2 separate regions of the Mustela erminea genome follow, and region 2 is linked to region 1. Evidence: chromatin contacts called from public Hi-C data. All regions are on one chromosome and are shown on one strand. The core of a region is the stretch at or near the end of the contact, and the rest is flanking DNA. Distances in the headings are between cores, read along the strand shown. Region 1 holds the start of DDOST (dolichyl-diphosphooligosaccharide--protein glycosyltransferase 48 kDa subunit). Region 2 holds the start of MUL1 (mitochondrial ubiquitin ligase activator of NFKB 1).

The links. A called contact is a pair of places that touch in the nucleus more often than the background predicts.
Region 2: a Hi-C map of spleen shows a contact between it and region 1, with 4 times the contacts expected there. The contact joins the promoter of MUL1 here to the promoter of DDOST in region 1. A contact is called at or near these places in 2 of 3 Hi-C or Micro-C datasets (skeletal muscle and spleen).

Annotation. Positions count from the first base shown.
Region 1 is chr10:95,108,953-95,115,215 of mMusErm1.Pri, reverse strand. DDOST (dolichyl-diphosphooligosaccharide--protein glycosyltransferase 48 kDa subunit) reads right to left here and starts at 3,986. Exons shown (of 11, transcript XM_032303815.1): 1 at 3,779-3,986; 2 at 3,456-3,566; 3 at 48-134. The coding sequence starts at 3,932. KIF17 (kinesin-like protein KIF17) reads right to left here. Exons shown (of 16, transcript XM_032303812.1): 16 at 5,494-6,263.
Region 2 is chr10:95,239,682-95,245,676 of mMusErm1.Pri, reverse strand. It overlaps MUL1 (mitochondrial ubiquitin ligase activator of NFKB 1), which reads right to left and starts at 2,224. Exons shown (of 4, transcript XM_032302110.1): 1 at 1,952-2,224. The coding sequence starts at 2,071.

The DNA of each region.
Region 1 (6,263 bases), core at 2,737-5,236:
CCCAGAGAAATGAGGGAAAGCACTAGACCTTCCCAATTCAGACTTACCAATGTCTGAGCTAGCAGCCACCAGGACACTGCCTCCACCGTCAATAAAGGTACTGATAGTCTCCACATTGATGTTGCCTCCAAAATCTGAAAGAAGCACCAGACTGACTGAGCCAGAGTGCTCCTCGGACACGTGGGCAGGGAGGCTGGACCGCCGACCAGCCACGATCCATCCCAGCCTCTGCGGCCCACAACGAGACGGTCATTTACCATATATGCCTGTTTCCCCAAACTGAAGATCTTAAAGGAATGACTTGAATTCATAAGCTTTTAACTTTGAGAAGTATAAATGACAGAGACAAACACCTACCAATTATAGCTGTCAAGTTAGTTATGCACATTTCAAATCACATATAAAATGTATGTTCAGAAAAGTTGCATTTTCCCACTCATATGTCATGATACAACTTCATTCAAACTCACCACCTGCGCCTTTCACATCAGTATCTCTGTCATCACTGGAGTGACTTCCGGCTGACAGTCCTCTAGAACCCATCAATTTCACTTCCATCTAAATTGTCTTAGAATGAGCACTTCTAAATGAGCATGATGCAGTCACTTAACACTAGTACTCATATACCAACATGCATAACTTTTCCCCCTATTAATCCTATGATTTAGATCCACAAGAGCCATAACAGAACGACTCCATGCTTTTATTAAAGTGATCCCTAAAAAGGCACATTAACTTCCAACCTTTGTACTTATGAGATGGTATCTTTCTTTGGTCAGTCAATCCTAGTCAGAAGCAGATCAAGAGTCTTCCCCAAAGTACAACCTGATGTTCAACATAAAGTAATGGAGGGAGTGCTTAGGAAATCACTTAGTCATTACAAGAACGTTATTTCTTTTCTGCGGAAAGAAAAGGACAGTGGGAGGGAGCTACATATACAGGATGTCCGGGAAGACCCAGGGCAAGTAGCATCTGAGTTGTGAGAGTGGCCCAGGCAGCATGGGGGGCATCGAGAATGACAGGTGTGGGGTCCCCGAGGCAGGTGAGCCTGTCCCAGCAAGGAGCCCAGTGTGGCTCAGCTGGAGTGTGAAGGGGCGAGCAGAAGCAGGTGAGGCCGTGCTGAAGCGGGGAGGGCGGCTCACGAGGCTCTACAGGCCCCTGTGAGGTTGGCCATGAGGAGGAGCCATTGGAGGTTTTCGAACAGGACACCAACATGACCTGCTTTTTATTTCTAAAGGACGAGTCTGGCAGCTCGGTGGAGAATCGGGTACGGGGACTAGAACGGAAGCAGAGCAGTGGGTTAGGAGGCCACTGTGATGATCCAGGCAGTGAAGAGAGAAGGGTAGGGAGGGAAGGAAGAGAGGAGGAGGAGGAAGACAGGGGGGAAGTGGGAGGGGGGCCTCAGTCCTATTCTGAAGGTAAAGTCAGCAGGGCCTGTTATGGACCAGATACAGGGTATGAGAGAGAGGGGGGCGCTAAGGGCAACCCCAAGATTTCCAGCTCAAGCAAGTGCCGTGCACTGAGACTGGAGAGAGAAGTCTGTCCGTCACACGTCCATTATGAGTCTGTAATAGGACTATGTACAGATACAACTATGAGAATGGCCTTCTGAGGGGTCATTTTCAGGAAAAAAAACAAAAAAGCAGTTTACCTTACCTTCAGGCACTGACAGAACATTCTGTACCTGCAACTTCACCTCTTCTACTACATTCGGAAAGCCCTCTATCCCCACTCCTACAGACAGGCCAGGTAGGGTCAGACAATTCAAAAGCAGCTCCAAGCACAGTGGACAGTGTGGTTCCCGGCCAGGGGCAATTCTGCCCTACGAGCAATGTCTGGAGGTGGCTACTGCCATCTAGTGCGACACAGGTTCAGAATGCTGCTACACATCTTACAGTGCCCAAGACCACCCCCTACAACAGTGTTATCCAGTCCCAAATGTCCAGAAGCGCCACTGTTGAGAAATCTTTGTACAGTGGCAAGAATCCAGGCTGTGAGATGGAGCTACCTGGGCTTGAATCTAGGACACCTCTCCACCTTTCTGTAGTCTTTTCCGGGTACAAAGGATGTGCTAAAGGACCATTCTTCTATGCCAGCAGTGCATGTGACTTGGGAGCTTCCTAATCCCGAAGTCAGGGAGGAACCCAGGGGGATGGAGAAGGAAGCCAGGCCAGGGTTCTCACACCTGAGGGGGATAACCAGTCACAGCACCACAGAGCCAAGGCCAAGTTCTTACCCTAAACTGCCCCCAGCACATACAAGTCTTCTCCCCAGGAGTACCCATGCAGCTTTCCTGTAGCATGCGGGACTTCTGTGCTATGCGCAGAAAAAGTACATGTGGGGCAGAGCTTTAAACACTGAATCTCAGAGAGACCTTCTTCCTTTTCCAATGATTTTTCAAGCTTGCCCCATCAAAGAGAATGTCTTACTTTGATATTGATCTTAACATTTCTCTAATGTTTGCTAGCCTCCTTTACGTGGAAGCCTGACTCCGTGCCTTCAGCAGGCAACAGAAGCTGGCTAGAACTTAACAGTGTTTACACTATTTATAGTTAGGTTTTAGTGAAAAGAAGTGATGATACCAGCTCTCCATTTTTAGTGGAGATACTGGGTTCAGCACTGGTTTCCTTTCAAAATGCTGTTAGAGTTTTGTTCTTTCTTTTTTTCCTTTTTTTAAAGGGGTCAATTTAAAGGAACATTAAGTATTAATGGGTGATGTGGAATACAGTAAAAATCAGGAAGGAGGTACAGAAATGACTAAGATTTGAGAAACACTGTTTAGCTTCTCTGACATTCCCAAAGCAAGAGCCTAGCTCGGCCTTCCCCCAGCCCTTCTCACCTACAGCTCGCTCCCTTCTCGGTGACATTCCCATCCACCTGGGCACAACTTGTAAGCTGTCACAGGAATGCTGACGTATCAATTGGATAAGCCAGCGAAGACATTCATTCTGTTCAACAACCAGCTCTCTGCTAGGCCCTGGACATACCCATCCAGTCTCCAGTAGGGGGCTGGGCTAAATTATGGCTAATGTTCTAGCCATCAGAAACCGAATCCATCTCAATTCTTACCATCAATTATCACAATGCCTCTGCAGACAAACTATTTAATAACATGCCATTTTCTCTCCCCACAGAAGCCAACCCAAGCAGGGGCACTCTCTGTTCTTTCCCACCAGACCCTTTATAGAGAAAACCCCCTTCTCAGGGTAGCAGGGCCTGCACTTCCACCGTCTGTGCAACACCTGAGCCCACAACCCTCAGGTGTGTCTTTTAGAAAGGAGACATTCCTTCCCAGGCCCAGGTCAGAAGTGAACATTTTCCTCTTCCCCGGTAGCAGCAGTGTCCAGGGCTGGTGACCCATGCCATGACCCAGAAAATGCACAAGATCCAGAAGAAAAAGATCAATCAATCGTGGGCCTTGAATCCCAGTTCTGGGAGCGACGTGCAGCACTTACCTTCTACCGAGGGGGAGAAGATGATGAGATTGTCGTAGAGGAACTCCCCGTACTTAATGAGGGACAGGCTCGGGTCATCTGCGGTCTTGAATGTGAGTTCAAAGGCCCTGTCTGGACGAGAAGAACAGGGAGCTGAGGCAGACGGGACGCCAGGGAAAAGCACCGCTGCAGAGACCTCGACCGCCCCCCGCGAGCGAGAGGCTAGAGTGGACAGCCTCTTCGTGGAAAATCGGAAGGAGGGAGGGAGAGTAGTCCCTGCCCTGGGGCTCGGGAGCTTTTCCAACCCGACTTTCCCCCACTGCGCCCTCGGGCCCCGGTCTCACCCTTCAGGCTTCGGAAGAAAAGCGAGTGCGTCTCCCGCAGGTTGAGGTTGTCTAGCAGCACTAAGGTGCGAGGACCGCTGGCGCAGGCCGGGCCAAGCAAGGGCAGCAGCAGCCACAGGAGAGACCAAGCGCGGGCCGCGGCGCCGGGCTCCATCTTCTTCCTTCTGCCAAGAACCCAAGCACCTGGGCACCGGAAGCGCCCCGTCTAGGCTGCCCAATCGCAGCTCGCGGTCTTGGAGTAACACCCGGAAGTGATCTTGGTACGCCGCGGCCCGGCAGCCGGGGCCGCCGCCGGGGCGGAGATGATGGGAGAGCATCACCGGAAGTGCCCCGGTTGGGGGCGGAGTCTCTGAACCCTATTGGCGGAAGGGGCGAGAGGTCCCGCCTCCTCAACGGAAAAGGTTCAATCCTAGAAAGACAGCTCCGCAGCCGCAGCCAGTCAACAAGGCCGAACGGCCGTAGGCTCCGCCGAGTCCGGACTCCCGCCGGGACCCCAGATCCCGCCTCTTCCTCAGACCTGCGTCCCTCTTGGGACCTGGGGCGGTGGTGGCCGCCAGGGATCACCTCCTCGGTTAGGGTTAGGCTGGAAATAGAAACGACGGCGAGGCCCAGCTCTCCCGCTCACCTGCGGCCTTTGAAAAAAGCCTGGGCTCGTGGGAGCTCGAGGACAGGTTTGAAGCACCCGGTGCAGAGTGAGGCTGAGCATCGGCCCCACCACGGGTCTGAGGAAAAGCTGCCGCAATCAGTTCCAAGATTTCGGTGACTCTCTGGTCCCAGCCACAATCCTGGGGCAAATGGGTGAAGGTAATCGCGGAGAGAGAAGGTAGCTGTTCTGACCTTTCACACTTGTCCTCGAAGCGCAAAAGTCAAAATCAACCTCCATCCGTCTCCTTAACTGATTCTACCTCCTCTCCGTCTCCACTGGCTCCTATGTGAGTTCAGCCTCACCCCTGCGGGGGGCCCCAGTCCAGCAGTCCCGCCCTTCTGCGTATGATCCCACATCGGTCCCCCTGGAACTCAGACCCAGTGATGCCATTCGGTGGCTTAGGAGTCTGCCACAGCTCGGGGACACCGAAGACTCCTCAGGTCTCTCTTGAAGCTGATCTTGGCAGCCACATCCTCCTCTTAGCCCTGCTCAGGGCTTCCCTGCTGCAGGGCTCCAACAGACACACTCCACCTCTTGCCTTTGCTCATGCCCTCCCCCCATTCCCATCTTAAGGCCCCCAGGATCTTCTCCACCCTTTATGATAGCCCTGTCCTTCACAAGGGCACTCTGTTCCCCATAAACACCCGATCTTTCTTCTTCTCAACACAGGTACTGCAGCCTGCCTACAGTTAGACTGATCCCCAGGGCGTGAGCTTGGCCCAGGCATGTGGCTTTTGGGACCCACCACAGTAATTAATGCAAAATGCAGAGAAGAACAAACAAGGGGGACTAATACGGGGCACCTGCTACCTGCTGGGAACATCACTTAACTCTCACTGAACCTTCACTATACCCCTAGGAGGCAGCTGTTTCCCTCTCACAGATGGAGCCCAGGGCGAAATGAGTCTCCTCTTCAACCAAAGGCCAGGCCTTTTCCCTCAGATGGTGGGGCCCTCCTGCAGGGCAGGCCTGGGATACGAAGGGCAAGGGGAGGGCTGTGCCCTCAGTAGCCCGGATGACCTGGCCTCATTCCTGGCCACTTCAGGGCACCCAGTTCCAGCACAGCCCCTGAGGACACACCCCTGGCCTTTTTCTGGGTTTCAGCAAGACACAATCTTTATTGTCCAAAACAAGGGATCTGCTTTCCTTACTCAGATCTTTGGAGAATTGAATGAGGTGCTTGCCCCAGAAAAATGCACTTGTACTCATGAGTGTGGGGAGTTGCGGAACCCCACAGCCCGGTTTTAAAGGCATCAGGTAGTTAAGAAACACCGCTCCAAAACGCGCTTCCCCGTGAAGGCCAGGCAGCCATGGCAGGAGGGGCCCCAGTGACACTGTCAGAGGACTAGGGAAGGGAGCTCATCGGGAAAAGGCAGTTTATTGGGGCAGCCTCATGTGGGGAAGCCTCCTCTAGGCCACAGAGCAGCTGGGTGTGAGCTCCAGGACTCCTGTGCCCACACCATCCAGCTTCCTGGCCTGTAGACAGAGGCATGATGGTCTATCACCGAGATCCTGTCCTTGATCAACACGGAAGTTGCTGCCCACTCTGTCGGGGCTGCTGGTGAATGCCGTGAGGTTTCTGAGCCCATCAAGGCACAGAGTAACGGAACAGGGGTTGGGGGCACGCGCGGTGGGCTGTGGCAGGTGAGCAAATAGAACACTGGTGTGGCGTGGAGAGCCGGAGCGCACCTCCGCAAGGATGGGTAACAGGGAAGGGAAAGCCTCTTCCCAGGGCAAGGACCCCTCTCGAGCATCCGGACACCGTGGGGGCAGTGGGGAGGAGGCTTGGCTGGGGCTGCCCTGGCGGGCGGCGGCCTGGCAGTCTCACAGATGCCCCAA
Region 2 (5,995 bases), core at 975-3,474, 130 kb before region 1:
TCCTGGGATGGCTCCCCAGGTGCTCCCTGCTCAGCAGGGAGTCTGCTTCTTCCTCTCCCACTGCTCATGCTCTCTTTCGCTCTAATAAATAAAATCCTAAAAAAAATTAATAAAAAATAAATGATGCATAAGGTGTGAAGGAATCTAACCCAGGAGCTGGCACGTGTAGGCAAGCCATAAAGAGCCATTCCCATCACTATGAGAGCTACACAAGGATAAGACTCAAACCTACTCTGGAGGTTTTATAATCTGATCAAGAAACTAGCATCTAAAATTTTAGGAATTCCAACTCTTTCCAGGAAGGGGCTATTTCATCCTCATTTGGAAACTGACTGGCAAAACTTTTAAGGTCACCCAAAATGGGATCCTGGAGAGTTCACTGCTTCAAACGTCCCACATTCGGCCAGCCTGATTTCAAACTTCTAGGGTCAGAAAGTGAAGTATCGGTTATACCTCCAGTCACTGACTTCAGCAGTAAATTTGCTTATTTACAATCAGACAAGCAACTGGGCAGCTGGAATTCCCTAGGAGGCCACTTGCACCACAAATCCAACTGTCTGGTAACTTGCTTCATTTCAGATGGATTACCAAACTCCCTTCCCCAGCAGGGATTTCACACACTGGTTTCTAAGCCCTTCCTGAAAACAGTATGATGATAATGAACTAAGGTTTAGGAATCCTTCTTCAAATAAATGTCAAGTGAAGAAGCCCGAACTGTGCTACTGTGACATTGTGGTATTTCAGCCAAAAGGAATCCACAAACATTTACTAAGCATCTACCACTGAGTCAGAACCTGGGGGGGGGGGGGAGGATAAATAAGACGGTTTCTGACCTAAAGAGGTCCACCTCTCATGGGCCAGTCAGACATTCACAATAAAGCAATGTGATCGATGAGGAGGAAAAAAAAAAAAAAAAAAAGCCTACACTTGGAATCAAAAGATCTAAGCTCAAGTCCCAACCAGAGGAGCTGTAAGACCTTTGCTCTGCGTCTCCATTTCCCAATTTGCAATCTGGAGATGACTGTCGTTTTCCCTACCCCAAAAAATTACTGTAGGGGTGCCTGGGTGGCTCTCTGGTTAAGAGGTTAAGGCCTCTGCCTTCAGCTCAGGTCATGATCCCAGGGTCCTGGGATCAAGCCCCACATCCGGCTCTGGCTCCCTCCTCTCTGCCTACTTGTGATCTCCCGTCTGTCAAATAAATAAATAAAATCTTTTAAAATAATCATTGTGAAGAAAAAAGTAACAAGATGAGAATGTGCTAAGCTGTCGAGGGCAGCCTAAGAAAGCAAGCGTTATTTTTAAAAATAACTAAAATATTAAAAAGGAAGCGTCTGTAGAAGCAAGGACGTGAGTGGTTACGTCAATGGGCAAGGTCTAGGGCTCCTGCACTGGCTGCTCCCCCCGCGTGAACCGCTCTTCCCCTAGACACCTGCCCGGTCTCCCTCGCTTCCTCCTGGGCTCTGTTAAACGTCACCTTCTTTGAAATAGCAACCCTCCCTTTCTCCAGCGCTGCATTCCCCCTCTTCCCCGCCTGAGTCTGCAGTATTTTTCTCCCCGTCTGTCATACCATCTGAGCTACTCTCTGTCTGTCTCGCCGTAGGGGAATGGAATCTCCATGAGGGCAGGGACTTTTGTCTCTTCTACCCATGCCAGAGCCCCAGTGCCTGGAGCCGCGCAGGCCGCCCCTAAGTATTTGTCCAATCAAGTAATGAAGTCGAGATTCTGAGGAACGGGGGCGGCTGAGGAGAAGAGGGGCCGGGCAGCGGTTATCACGAGACCCGAATTCTGATCCTAGCTCCTCCCGTGCCTGGCGGGGCGACATCTCTCAGGGGCCGACTTCCTCTTTAGGGCCGTTTCGGACGCTGGAGCGGCGCGAGGCGAGCGGCGGGCTCACACCACTCCCGGGGGGCAGGGGTGAGCCGGCTGAGGCCAGGCTGGCTCCAGCACTGACCTTGAGCTCTTGGGCGACCTGGGCCTTCTGCCGGTACACGGAGTACAGGACGGCGGTGACGACAGAGCTGGTGCCCAAGAGGAGGAACTGGCCCAGCGAGGGCCGCCCTCCGCTCTCCATGGCTGCGCGGAGTCCCGCGTGCCGGCGGCGACGCCGAGGTCAGGCCGCGCGCCCCCCTTGCTCCGCCGCCCTCCGCCCCGGAGCGCGCCCCCAACCCAACCCGCCCTTCCGGAAACCCGCTCCTGGTCGCGCCGGGCCGGAAGTGGGCGGGGCCGAGTCGACCGGAAGACGGCGTAGCCGAGGTGCTCGTGGGGCCGCGGAGCTGCCGGAGCCTCCGCAGGGGCGGGGTCTCCCTCGCCGAGGGGCGGGGCGAGCTGTTAGTGCCGGGGTAGTTGGGGATCGCTAGTCGCCAGTGACCTTTTGCTAGACGCGCGGTGTACTGGTGGCGAGGGGCGTGCCCGCGCCCCCTGCTCTCGATCCCTCTGGTTTTCTGGGTTATCGGGTTGTTGGATGGGTTCTTGATAGCTCCAGTCAGTAGACTGAGAGGAAAGGAGAGAAGTAGTGTGTAGCAAGCCCTTGGGAGTACTGCACGTGTAAACTCAGGGCAAACCTCGAGCCTTGGATTTTATTCTTCCACTTTCCAGATGCGAAAACTGAGGCGGGGGAAGTTAGGGGATGGGCTCAAAGTCACACTGCCGGAGAGAAATCCATCGGGCTCCAGAGCCCTTACTGCCAAGAGGGCAGATTTTACCACCTCAGCAGCCCCTTAATCTGTCATCGCAGCAAGTAACCTATTGTTTGTTGGCTAATAACTAGAGCTACTTTATTGAGCGCCTATTATACGCCGGGTATTGTGACAAAAGTTTTGCAGACATCCTATTTAATCCTCACAACACGACTATGGGGCAGATTTCAGACTATCTTCTGACCTCTTTAGTAATTTCCTTACTAAAATAATCAGAAGATGCCCGAAATCGAAATCAATGCATTTAAAATGCATCTAAAATCTGTAAATTGCTCCACAAGAGTAAAATCTCTTTATGAAAGAAACGGGTTCTCTGTGACATTTTTCTACCACATTCCTTAATTACCCTTCGAGTCAAACAAGAATTACTTTTCTGTGAATATGGGTTTAGAATCTCCAGATTGTTAACACCCCCAGATAATTTTGATGATTTTCGACCCAAGAAGTGATCATAAATTTGTTACACACACACACATACACTTAAAATTAAATCAAGGGGCACATGGGTGGCTTAGTCCTTAAGCATCTGCCTTCATTCAGCTCAGATCATGATCCCAGGGTCCTGAGAGCGAGCCCTGCATCATCCGGGCTCCCTGCTGGGTGGGAAGTCTGCTTCTCCCTCTCCCACTCCCCCTGCGTGTGTTCTCTCTCCCTCTCCCTCTGTCTCTGTCAAACAAGCGACCAATCAAATAAATAGCTGTCCAAAGTTAATAACACATCATGTTGGCAACAGTGAAGGAAAAGAGATTCCCATATATCACTTATGGGTGTGAAACTGGATGTTCTTTGTAAAGAACAATTAGGCAGTGATGATCAAGATTAAAAGTGCCCACACTTATTGGCCTAGCAATTCCACCTCCAGAGATTCTTCCTCCATAAATAGTTACACATCTGAAAGGCAAATATACAAGATTATTCATTGCAGCATTGTTTTTAATAACAAAAGAATGAAAACAACTAACACATTATCAATAGTTAATTTGTTAAATAAGTTTTAAATGTACATGTATGTGGGCATCTTAAAGTGAAAAAGCAAAATGCAAAACTATTTAAATATCCCATTTATTTTAAAGAGGAGGAAGAGGGGTGCCTGGGTGACTCAGTGGGTTAAAGCCTCTGCCTTCGGCTCAGGTCATGATCCCAGGGTCCTGGGATCCAGCCCCACATCGGGCTCTCTGCTCAGCAAGAGCCTGCTTCCTCCTCACTCTCTCCCTGTCTCTCTGCCTATTTGTGATCTCTGTCAAATAAATAAATAAATAATCTAAAAAAACAAAAACAAAAACAAAACAGTTGGCAGTATTTAAAAAAAAAAAAAAAAAGCACTTTCAGGACACCTGGTGGCTCATTTAAGCATCTGCCAGGGATCAAGTCCCACATGGGGCTCCTTGCTCGGCAGGGAGCCTGCTGCTTCCTCTGTCTGCCACTTCCCCTGCTTGTGTGCTCTCTCTGACAAATAAATAAAATCTCTAAAAATTAAATAAATAAGCATTTTCATCCAAAGTTTTCCATTTCATAGAGTAGTTTACAAAAAAATTCCCAAAGCAAATTAACTATTAAAACACTGTCAAGGGTGCCTGGGTGGCTCAGTGGGTTAAAGCCTCTGCCTTCGGCTCAGGTCATGGTCCCAGGGTCCTGGGATCAAGTCCCGCATAGGGCTCTCTGCTTAGCAGGGAGCCTACATCCCCCTCTCTCTTTGCCTGCCTCTCTGCCTACTTGTGATCTCTGTCTGTCAAATAAATAAAATAAAATCTTTAAAAAAACTAAAGAGGAGGAAGAAAAATATATACATTTATATATGTCTAGAAGGATTCAAAAAAAGCTGATAATATTGGTTATTCACATAGAATGGAATCTGCTGGCTAGAGAACGGAGTGACTTTTCACTCTTTTATACTTTTTAGTGTGCATATATGGCATACTTTGAATTAATAAAACTTGTTTTTAAAAGAACAAGAAGAGGAACGCCTGGGTGGCTCATTCGGGTAAGTGTCTGCCTTTGGTTCAGGTCATGATCCCAGGGTCCTACAGGATCCCTGCTCGGCAAGGAATCTGCTTCTCCCTTTGCCTATCATTCCTGCGGCTTGTGTTCTCTCTCTCTGAAAAATAAAATCTTTAAAAATAAATAAAAAATAGGGGCACCTGGTTGGCTCAGTGGGTTAAGCCTCTGCCTTCGGCTTGTGATCTCAGAGTCCTGGGATCGAGCCCCTCATTGGGCTTTCTGTTCAGTGGGGAGCCTGCTTCCCCCCCCCCCACCCCCGCCTGCCTCTCTGCCTACTTGTGATCTCTGTCAAATAAATAAATAAAATATTTTTAAAATAAAATATAATATAATAAAAATAACAAGAAGAGGATTGCCTGAATGACTCAGGCAGTTAAGTGTCTGCCTTTAGCTCGGGTCATGATTCCGGGGTCCTAGGCTGGAACCCAAATCGAACTCCCTGCTCAGCAGGGAAACTGCTTCTCCCTCTGCCCCTCCTCCCCTGCTTCTCTCTCTCTCTCTCACACACACACACGCTCTCTTCTCTCTTTCAAATAAATAAATAAAATCTTTTAAAAAATAAGTAAAAGAATAAGAACACACCACTCCACGTGATACAACCATATCCAGTCAGGCTCTGCCTTCTGGCTGTTTAGGATCTTGGAGAGAAACAGACATGGACGGCTATCTGTTATGCAGACCTAGTGAAATTAGGACAAGCAAAGTACCACCAGCGTAGGGAGGTGCAGTTTATTTTCCTCCCTAGGGAAGGAATTTGAGTTCTGCAAACAGAACAGAGGGTGGAGTGGACAGATGGGGGTAGGAAAGACTTTTCACGCAGAGGAAAGAAGATGACCAAAAGTGCGGAAGCTACCGAGAGCTGGCTGGTATAATTCAAGCCCAGGACATGCAATGACAGAGAATGTGGAGCAAGTACATTAAAAAGGAGGGATGCAAGCAGATCCTGTAGGATCCTAAAAACCAAACCAGAAATTTAAACTCCCTCATATTGGGGATTAGATCTAGTAAAGCTGTTTGAGAACCAGCAAAGCATGATCTAATCTGTTTTCTTATCATCAAAATCCCTATATCCTTAGCACACAGCAGGGGAAAGAACAAAGAAGGGGCCATAAAAATGAAAACAGGTGTGGTGTCTCCACTACTAGGGGTCCTTGTTTATGACTTCTGATTTTCTGGGGCCCTCTTGTTTTTTAGTCTGCCGACCCTTTCATGGGTTCCTTGGGAGCTCATTAAAAGACCCATCGCTCCTCAACGAAACAGTTCGGTTTTAACTAAACCTGCCATTTCTTTGCCAAAGGCTG